Linked DNA regions of Sus scrofa: region 1 is linked to region 2. A link is a contact called in public HiChIP or PLAC-seq data. All regions are on one chromosome and are shown on one strand. The core of a region is the stretch at or near the end of the contact, and the rest is flanking DNA. Distances in the headings are between cores, read along the strand shown.

Region 1 (4,718 bases), core at 1,838-4,337, 240 kb before region 2:
AAAAAAAAAAAAAAAAAATCCTGCAAAAAAGGAAGCGAAGAGAGAAGAATGGAAAAATAACAACAGCTGTTCCCGGATAGAGAAGGGAGAGCAAAGTCAGATAGCCAGAGGTACATGAAAAGATACACCAGTGGAGATTTTGTGATGTGAGCTGGGCAGATTTATCAATCACATACAATGCTGAGGGCCCACAATACATTTAGAAGCCCGTGGAGATGTTTCCATTCCTTTGACATCAGAAGAAAAATAAACTCTTCAGTTAAGGAAACTGTTTCAATTTATGATATTAATATAGTTATCATTATACTGACATAGTTCTAAAATAGTCCTTTTTAATTTTTTTTATGAAGGGGCCCATGAAGGCAAAAGCACCTAGGGACGTCACCCACAGTCCTGGATTCAGGGGCATATCCCAACATATTCATATTTATTAAACATGTTTATGCCCTGCATTCTCAGGGTTTTTGCCACCTAGGATATTATTATTCCAATTTTACAAATGAGGATTTTGAAGTCTGGGAAGAAGTCAGGAGAGAGAAAGTGATGGAGTTGGGAACTGCTCCAGAAGTCCTAATTTTCAGGTCAGTCTCTCCGCACATGTGCCACAGAAAGTGGCAGATAGGGGATGGAGATCAATATGGGATTGAACGCAATAGAAACTAAACATATAAGAAGCTTTATAATTGGCCAAGTATTTCCCCAGGCACCAAACTTCTTTCCTGAGATGACACTTAGGTGCCTAAAAAAAGACAGGTAGCTCAAGAGAGCATGGAGGAACGTGAGTAGAAAGTGCTGGGTGCCCAACTAAAGACGGCTACCTACTGAATGAGCAGAAATATCTGGAAATCACATATATGATAATATCCAAACTATATAAAGAACCCACAGGATGCAATTGCAAAACAAATGAACAATCCAATTAAAACATGGGCAGAGGATCCAGATAGAGCTTTTTCCAAAGAAGACATACAGATGACTAGCAGGTACAGAAAAAGATGCTCCGTATCACTTATCATCAGGGAAATGCAAATCAAAACCACAGTGCAATATACCTGCACACCTGTTAGATGGCTATTATCCAAATTAAAAGAGGTAACAAATGTTGCCAAGGATTGGAGAAAAGGGAGTCCTTGTGCACTGCTGGGGGGAATGTAAATTGGTGCAGCCACTATGGAAAACAGTATGGAGTTTCCTCAAAATACTAAAAAGAGAGTTACCTTCCACTTCTGGGTATTCGTCCAAAGAAAATGAAGACATTAATGCAAAAAGATATATGCACCCCCATGTTCATAGCAGCATTATTTATAATAGACAAACATGGAAATATCCTAAGTGTTCATTGATAGACAAATGGATAAAGAAATGTGGTGTGTGTATTTATACATTCCACACAATGGAATATGATTCAGCCATAAAGAGAATGAAATCTTGCCATTTGTGACAGCAGATAAGCCTGGAGGCATAATGTTGAGTGACAGAAGTCAGACAGAGGAAGACCAATAGTGTATGATCTCACTTATACACAAAATCTAAAATGACAACCGCAAAACACCAAGTTCATAGACACAGCAAACTGGTTGGGGGTTGCCAGAGGTGGGGTGGGGGGGTGAATGAAAGGGTGAAGGGGGTCAAAAGGTACAATTTTCCAGTTATAAAATAAGTCGTGGGGATGTAATGCCTGATCACTAGAGTTAATAATACTGTCTTGCCTATTTGAAGGTTGCTAAGAGAATAGATCTTGAAAGTTCTCATCACAAGAAAGAAAAAAAATCTGCAACTATGTACGGTGACAGATGTTAATTAGACTCACTGTGATGATCATTTTGCAACATATGCAAATATCCAATCATTAACTTGTACACCAGAAACTAATGTGTTGTGTGTCGATTACACTTCAACAAAAAATAATTTTAGAAAAGAAATTTTAAAAAAGAAAAAACTGAAAAAAAAGAAAAATCTTCATCAAGTGATTTGCTATTAGATGTTTCACTTTCCCTTGTAATCATGTTCTATAAAGATAAATAAGGCACAGTAAAAACAAGGTCAGAAGTTCCTGTTATGGCTCAGCGGAAACGAATCGGACTAGAATCCATGAGGATGAGGGTTTGGTCCCTGGCCTTGCTCAGTGGGTTAAGGATCTGGTGTTGCTGTGGCTACGGTGTAGGACGGCAGCTGCAGCTCTGCCCCTAGCCTGGGAACTTCCATATGCCACAGGTGCAGCCCTAAAAAGCAAAAAATGAAAAAATAAAAACAGGATCAGTTTAGGCCCTTGGCAGAAGTGAAAGCCTTTTCATGAAATTTAGTAAAATTGCTTGCTGCTGAGTTGTTACTGTATTTAAAGGGAGGCTGAAACAAATTTCAGTAACAAGTTAAGGTTCTTAATTGATAAATGTGTTTTCTAAAAATAGTTTCTCACTTAAAGATTGCTTTTGTCTTTTATAAAACATGTACACGAATAAGTGTATGTGTGTTATACATATGTTTATGTGCATATGTTGTATATGTATATGTATGCATATATACATATTGCCCCTTTTTACTGTTTATCTATAAATTAATCTCACCCTGAACTTGGACTTGTGGTTAGACAGGTAGCGCCAAACCAGTCATTCAAATGAAAAAAGAGATGATCTCATGAGTATTACTTTAAAAGTTTACTCCATTATTCAGAAGTCTTCATGTTTCTAGAAACAGCAGTCTCTGCCTCCCAAACATGCGGCTGAGGAAAACGAGCTGACTGCCCCGGCAAAGGTGTGAGGCAAGGATACCCCCTCTGGGAGTCAAGATCCGACAGTCACACCCCAAAAAGTCATGATGCTTGAATCCGAGACAGAGACTATCCCAAAGTCTAAGTCTCCAAATATTAATTATCAGGTACAGGTTAAGTTGGAGTAGGATTTACCCCATGATCCATTTTCTGTAGATCTAAGAAAGCAAGGACCTGAGTTAGCTTACAACCAACACAGCAGCATATTTTCCTTGTTAGCTGCAGGGGAGAATAATGTACAGGAAAAGGTGATGTAATGATTGTCTCACTTTCATTATTCTCTCCCAAATGAATAGCCTTCCACACCAAGGATGAGCTCACTCACTATTAGTGGAATAACATCTGGTGAGCAAGGGCCCCCAGCCGAACAAGCTGTTGGTTTGGGACTATATTTAACCAACAGAAATCCAACCATTGTTGCATGTATCACATATGCAGTCCAGTTATATTGTGAAAAAAATCATGAAGGGGTAAGAAAATACTCCTCAAAGTATTTTAACATACGAGATTTTTCCTTGTGAAGCAAGGCATTAACCTGTTCCAAAAGAGACCCTAGGCTATTATTAGAGTGGAAGAGCTTAGACATGTGACAGATGCCTTGTCTCTTTGGCTGAGGCTCGGATGCTTGCCATAGCTCCCTAAGTTTAAATTTCAAATCACGGATAGGAATCTCTCTCCTTCAATTTCCCTTCCCATTCTTAATTTCCAGGCAGGCCTGCCACACTGACGATGGTGAATTTTGCAGTGTAATTTATCTAATAGATTTACTGTAAATGATGAATCACCCCAGTATTTAAATCTAATGAGTAATGCTGTAAGTCAATTTGGTTTTTAAAAATGCAACATAGCGAAGGTCATCAGTTAAATGTGCTAATACAGAGTTAGGTGGTTGTTTAGGACACAGGCACAGTTGGTCCTTATGGTTAGGAAGCTGGAATACTCTGGAATCTGCTGTGTGCCAAAGCCTTTAGAGGAGATGGCTCACTTAAAGTCATGACATTTGGAAAAAGAGATAAGAATTTCATTCCATCAGGATTTAGAAAAGTCCCTCAAGCTTAAGTATCTCTCACTGTTTACCCCATATGATGTAGTAACACTTGATTGTGAAGATGCTAACAAGCTGTTACTATTTGTATTTAAAAGACGAATTATGAAAATAGTGTCTCTTTACTGAAGAAAATAGGAGATATGCAGAGAAGCAAAACGAAAATATAGTTCATTCTGACTGCAAGCACCCAGCCCTTTTTGTGTAGGTTAGTCTTTTTTGTTTGAGTGTATATAAGCATTTTCTCATGTTATTACCTATTCTATAATTTCAGTCTAAATGGCCATGTAATATTACATCATATGGCTGTACCATAATTTATCCAACCAATTCCCTATAGACCAGTTAATTCCTTGTTAATATAAAGAAGACTGGGATAAAGATCCATGCAGCTAATTTGTGCACGTAGAGGTGATTATTTCCTCAGGAGACATTTGCAAAAATACAATTGCTGAGTCAAAGTTGAAGGGCTTTGATTCCTCTTGTGAATACCTTTCTGAGGGAATAAGAGATTTGTTTCCTTCTCTATACAGGATACCCCCAAGATTAAAGATGTTGCCCCAGTCTCTCTACTTTAGTCGACCTCTGGTTCCTCATGTACAAAGCAACAGGGCTGAACAACGGGAAAGCAACGATGCTTATCCTGCCAAAGGACATACATCTATTTCCTCATTTAATATGCATGATAAACCTGTGAGAGAGGCCCAGGGACGTGAAGTCCAGACAGTTTGTAATTAGAGGAGTCAGAACTTGAACCTGAATTTAATGTCTCAGAATCCCATGCTCTAAACAATCAAGCTACACAGTTTCTTCCAGATCTATCACTCATCTACTCATGTTTTCATTAATTCAATATACTGTGGGAGAGCTACTGATCTAGGTATAGGAGATACAGTGATGAGCTGA
Region 2 (4,572 bases), core at 2,062-4,561:
TCCGCTACTGGGAACTTGAAACCAGTGAGAATCTAAGCGGGTAGGGAGAAGGTTAGTGCTAGCAGGCTTCTTGAAGCCATGGGGATTAACAGTTTGAGTGAGTCAATTGGCAGTAGTGAAATTCAGTTGGTAAATTCCTAAGAGCCCCTAGATTTAACGCAGGAGACCCTGAAACTCCTTTTCTTAAGAAATCCTGTGTAGCTTTCAGAGATTTTTCCATCCATCAGGGAAACAACGAAATGCAGAGGTCCTTTCAAAGTGGGTTGTGTGAAAGTGTCAGTGCTCTCCTGATCATTATAAAATGGCACGGCCCTGGGGAGGCAGAGAGCTTCTGGAACTGGCATCTAGTGTTTGCCTCCCATGGAATTTTCAGGGCGTTTGTGTAAGATGATGACATAGTAGTGATCCCCACAAAGGGTCCACCAAAGCCAGCATCTGAAGCATCCAATCTTCTGATGGGGAGGTTGAAATGGCAACTTAGTTGCTGAAGAATTTCAGCACGGAAGAGAATACATGTTTTAAGTGTGTGTTTACTGTGGATAAAGACATCTTTTTTTTTTTTTTTCTTCAAACTTTGTAGCTGATACACCCCCACCTGCTTACCTGCCTCCTGAGGACCCCATGACCCAGGATGGCTCCCAGCCCATGGACACAAACATGATGGCACCTGCACTGCCCTCAGAAATCAACAGAGGAGGTAAGATGAGTTGCTGCTTACTCCCTTTTTTAAGTTTACCTGGGAAGTTCCTGTCGTGGCTCAAGAATAATGAACCCGACTAGTATCCATGAGTACACGATTCAATCACTGGCCTCGCACTCAACAGGTTAAGGATCTGGTGTTGCCGTGAGCTGTGGTGTAGGTCACAGAAGGGGCTCAGAACCCTCATTGCTGTGGCTGTGGTGTAGGCTGGCAGTTGCAGCTCTGATTTGATCCCAAGCCTGAGAACTTCCATATGCCGAGGGTGTATCCCTAAAAGGACAAAAATAACAAGTTTATCTGTCCATGTGTTACTTTCATAAGTTTTTAATTAGTCTTTTAAAAGATAGCTATTTGAGAAACACAGGCACAGTAAGAGGAGCTCCATGGAGAGAATCATTCTGTGGGTTACAAATAAGCCTTTATATGAACAACAGACACATGCCTTTAACTAATGAAAGCCTAGATATAATTGTACAGTCATCTGTTTAGAGCTTCAATACTTAACAACTTTGAATTGGTGATAGAAGAATATTTTTTAAGTGAAAGACAAAGGGATACTGAGAGAAAAAATGAGCAAAGACAGAAGTAGAGTTTTCACTGGTGATTTCCCACTTGAAAACTTCGTATAACCAGGCTTTCCAAAAGGTTCCTTAGTTCCTCCTAAGCCCCATCCATTTTCTAGTCCTCATCTCTGTACAGCTGTGGCTGAAACAAGCGAAAAATTGTTCTTTGCTCTATTTACTTGTTTCTAGCCTTGTTTCAAGAAGGCATAGAGGCACGTATTTTCTGTGTTCTCACCGTGAAGGGCTTATCTCTTTCCCTCTCGGGAAAGATGGGTCCGCAAGATCCCTGAGGGGAGGCCACTGGCATCCTGCCAGGTCTGCAGGGGCAGCTTGAGCAGGCTTAAGCAGACAGAAAGCCCAGGTAGCTAAAGTGCTGGGAGGATCCCTGAGCATCTGGGAGAAGTCTTTGACCACCTGCTAAATGAAACTGTCCCCAGGTAACCTCCCCTGGAGGAAGGTGCTTCCCTGGGGCACTCTGCAGTGTCAGAGACTTTCAGTCTGGGTTCATTTAATGCAAATTGAAGTTAACATGCAATTTAACTAAGTAGATCTTATCTCATTCTTACCACTTTTTTAGTAAAGGTCTGGAGATAGCTCAGACTTTGTCAGAGTTGCTCATATTTTTTAAGTTCTTAAAAGTTACTGATGAGCTCAAAGAGCCTTCCTTTCCTGTATAGTGTAATAAATAAGAATGTACACCTTTTTAATCTGTAAATATTCCTTATATCTTGTTTATTGGCTCTGTATTTTACAGTTCCTGATAACCTCCAGAACACTCTCTCAAACATATAATTATGAGCTAACAAATCAAGATTCTGGGTGGGGAAAATACTTCCTATCTCACCCATGTCTGGAATGTGTATTTGGGGAAGAGGGTAGCAGGAGAGGAATAGGCACAGGGCTTTGAGGAATGGGTGTGAGCATGCAGACTTGGTTCTTAAGCCCCAAATGTCTGATTTCAGGGAATAGACCTTTAAATTGTTTTAAGTTTTCCTTTAAGTGGCTAAACAGGTTTTCCCCGTTAGAATAAGTTCATAGTTCATATTTCCATGAGATAGAGCTGTTGGCCTTATTGTTGTACTTTGGTGGTTTTCCTGGAGCAGCGGTCAGCAAGCTGCAGGCCACTTTAGCCTGCTGTTTTTGTAAATAAAGTTTTATTGGGACACAGCTATGTTCATTCATTACATGTTATTTGTGGCTGCTTTTGTGTGGCCAGGGCACAGCTAAACAGCTGCTATTGAGACCATATGGGCCCCAAGACCTTTGTAGCCTTTTACAGGAAAAATTATCAGCCTCCCGACCTAGATGAATAGTACTTTGAACAGTCCTGATAGCTGATGAAAGCCTTCAACTAATGATGTGCAGCCTTCTTTAAGATTTGGCATCTGTAAATCACTAAAAATCTGCTCTTTGAAATATAGCTGATTGACATGGGATGAGGCTTAGCAAACAGAAAAGATGGTGTGAGTTTGTTTTTAGCTCACCCGCTTAAGTGTGTAAAGCAGCTAATGCAAGTGTGGATTTTTTTTAAATGAACATGTCCTTATTTTCTTTACCAAATTCTAAAAGTAAGGCGCATTTTAATATTTGTGGAGGTTGATGTTAAGAACACAGAGGTTAACCCTTAACAGTTAGAGTTCGTGCTTCTGTCATGGATTTTCTTTCTTTTTGTTACAATTGAACACTTGAGGCTGCATAAACCTTAGATCATTACGTATTGGCAAGCCAGATATAGAGAGTTTGTATTCCTGGAATCCCTAAAGCAGTAGAATAAGAGGTTTTACTACAGAAGGAACTTATCTTTAGAACCTTTTAGTTGCAAATGTTTAGAAGCATGTTCTGTTTGGAGATTTGTTAGTCTTAAGAGATTTGACTTAACAAGCTGCATCCTGTCAGTAAAGTTGGGTAATTTCCATTGTTGGCCCATTCTGGGAATGGAGAGACAAAACACACCTGCTCTGCATGACTTAAAGCAAATATAAGGAAGTTAGCATGAAATCTGGATGAGAGAGATATGATTCATTCTGTAAGAATGGCCAGCTGGCAAGATTTCTTCCTGAGTTTGAGGACTGGAGCAAAGCTGTAGCCGTGAGTTACTAGCAACCTCATGCGAAGTCAAGTAACTTCTTATCAATAATTAGAAACTGATTTTCATTGCTTTGAAAAAGCAAAGGCAGACTGAGGCTTTGTCCAAAGTAATTCCAGCACCTTTGGCACATTTCCTATCCTCCATTGTTCTCTCCCGCTTGTTTTTTTTTTTTTTTTTTTTTCCACTTGCCCCTTGATGCGTTTCTTGAGATAGGGCTCCGGGCCAGTGAGGGATAGTCTCCCTCTTGGCACATTACAGGACAGGCAGCACACTGGGCGCACTCAGCACCCGAAGCGGGTGGGCTTGCCTAGCTGGTGTGTCGGTTATCTGATAGTCACTGGGGAAACCATTTTCCAATTCAAGGTGAATGTCGCCCTTGGTATGGAGTACCTGCTTTCCAGATCCGCGAGGAACTCTGTACCTTCTAACAGCAATTGCCTTTTCCCTCTCCGTTCCATGATGCCCCAGCCAACTTGCGACACAGTTTCAGGTTTTGAGAGCCCGGGGCACTTACCATGTGTGACGCTGAACGTGTCTTTCTTACAGATGTCCAAGCTGTTGCTTATGAGGAACCCAAACACTGGTGCTCTATTGTCTACTATGAGCTCAATAACCGTGTGGGCGAGGCGTTCCATGCCTCCTCCACGAGCGTGTTGGTGGATGGTTTCACCGATCCTTCCAACAACAAGAACCGTTTCTGCCTTGGGCTGCTCTCCAACGTCAACCGGAATTCCACTATTGAAAACACGAGGCGGCATATCGGGAAAGGTGAATTTTCCCTGTAACCTCTCTCAAATGTTTGTCTGTCGTATATGTCCCTGTTCCTCCAGAGCTGACCAGCCATCCCTGAGGCGAACCCCAGATAATATACAGTTGCTACAGTTTGTACATATTTTTTCAATTTGTATCATTAGCAAGTTTTTCATTTTCCAACCAGCGATTTCTGTGGTCCAGCAACTCGTACTCATTACTTAATTAGCTGAATGAGTGATTTGCTCATGGGGACAGTATTCTATGATATGCTTTGCTGCAGAGTGAAATAAATGTTAAAAAATTATTTACAACCTATAGCTGAAAGCAAATTAAATAAACCTGATGTATTTCAAATGAATACAATAACTCACTGGGGAAAAAAAAAAGAACTAATCCAGAATAACTTATGAATGTAATGTTTGGCTGTATATCCTCCATCTGGGCCAGGTAAGGTAGGGTGATTGCAA

What was found. HiChIP or PLAC-seq counts read pairs in DNA pulled down with a chosen protein or histone mark.
Region 1: an H3K27ac HiChIP or PLAC-seq map of skeletal muscle shows a contact between it and region 2. The contact joins two enhancer-like sites. A contact is called at or near these places in 1 of 47 Hi-C or Micro-C datasets (embryonic fibroblasts) and 1 of 2 datasets of contacts at active chromatin or transcription factors (skeletal muscle).

What each region holds. Positions count from the first base shown.
Region 1 is chr8:83,154,365-83,159,082 of Sscrofa11.1, reverse strand. No RefSeq gene overlaps it. Among named protein-coding and RNA genes, the nearest start is that of OTUD4, 84 kb to the left of the region's middle. Within about 2 kb of position 3,087, at least 5 of the 83 cell types and tissues checked have an H3K27ac peak or open chromatin away from gene starts, as enhancers often do. A contact at or near this core is called in skeletal muscle, where this site is marked.
Region 2 is chr8:82,919,225-82,923,796 of Sscrofa11.1, reverse strand. It overlaps SMAD1 (SMAD family member 1), which reads left to right. Exons shown (of 7, transcript NM_213965.1): 4 at 581-697; 5 at 3,899-4,120. The region is part of intron 6 of LOC102165892 (a long non-coding RNA gene); the gene reads right to left. Among named protein-coding and RNA genes, the nearest start is that of SMAD1, 66 kb to the left of the region's middle. Within about 2 kb of position 3,311, at least 17 of the 83 cell types and tissues checked have an H3K27ac peak or open chromatin away from gene starts, as enhancers often do. A contact at or near this core is called in skeletal muscle, where this site is marked.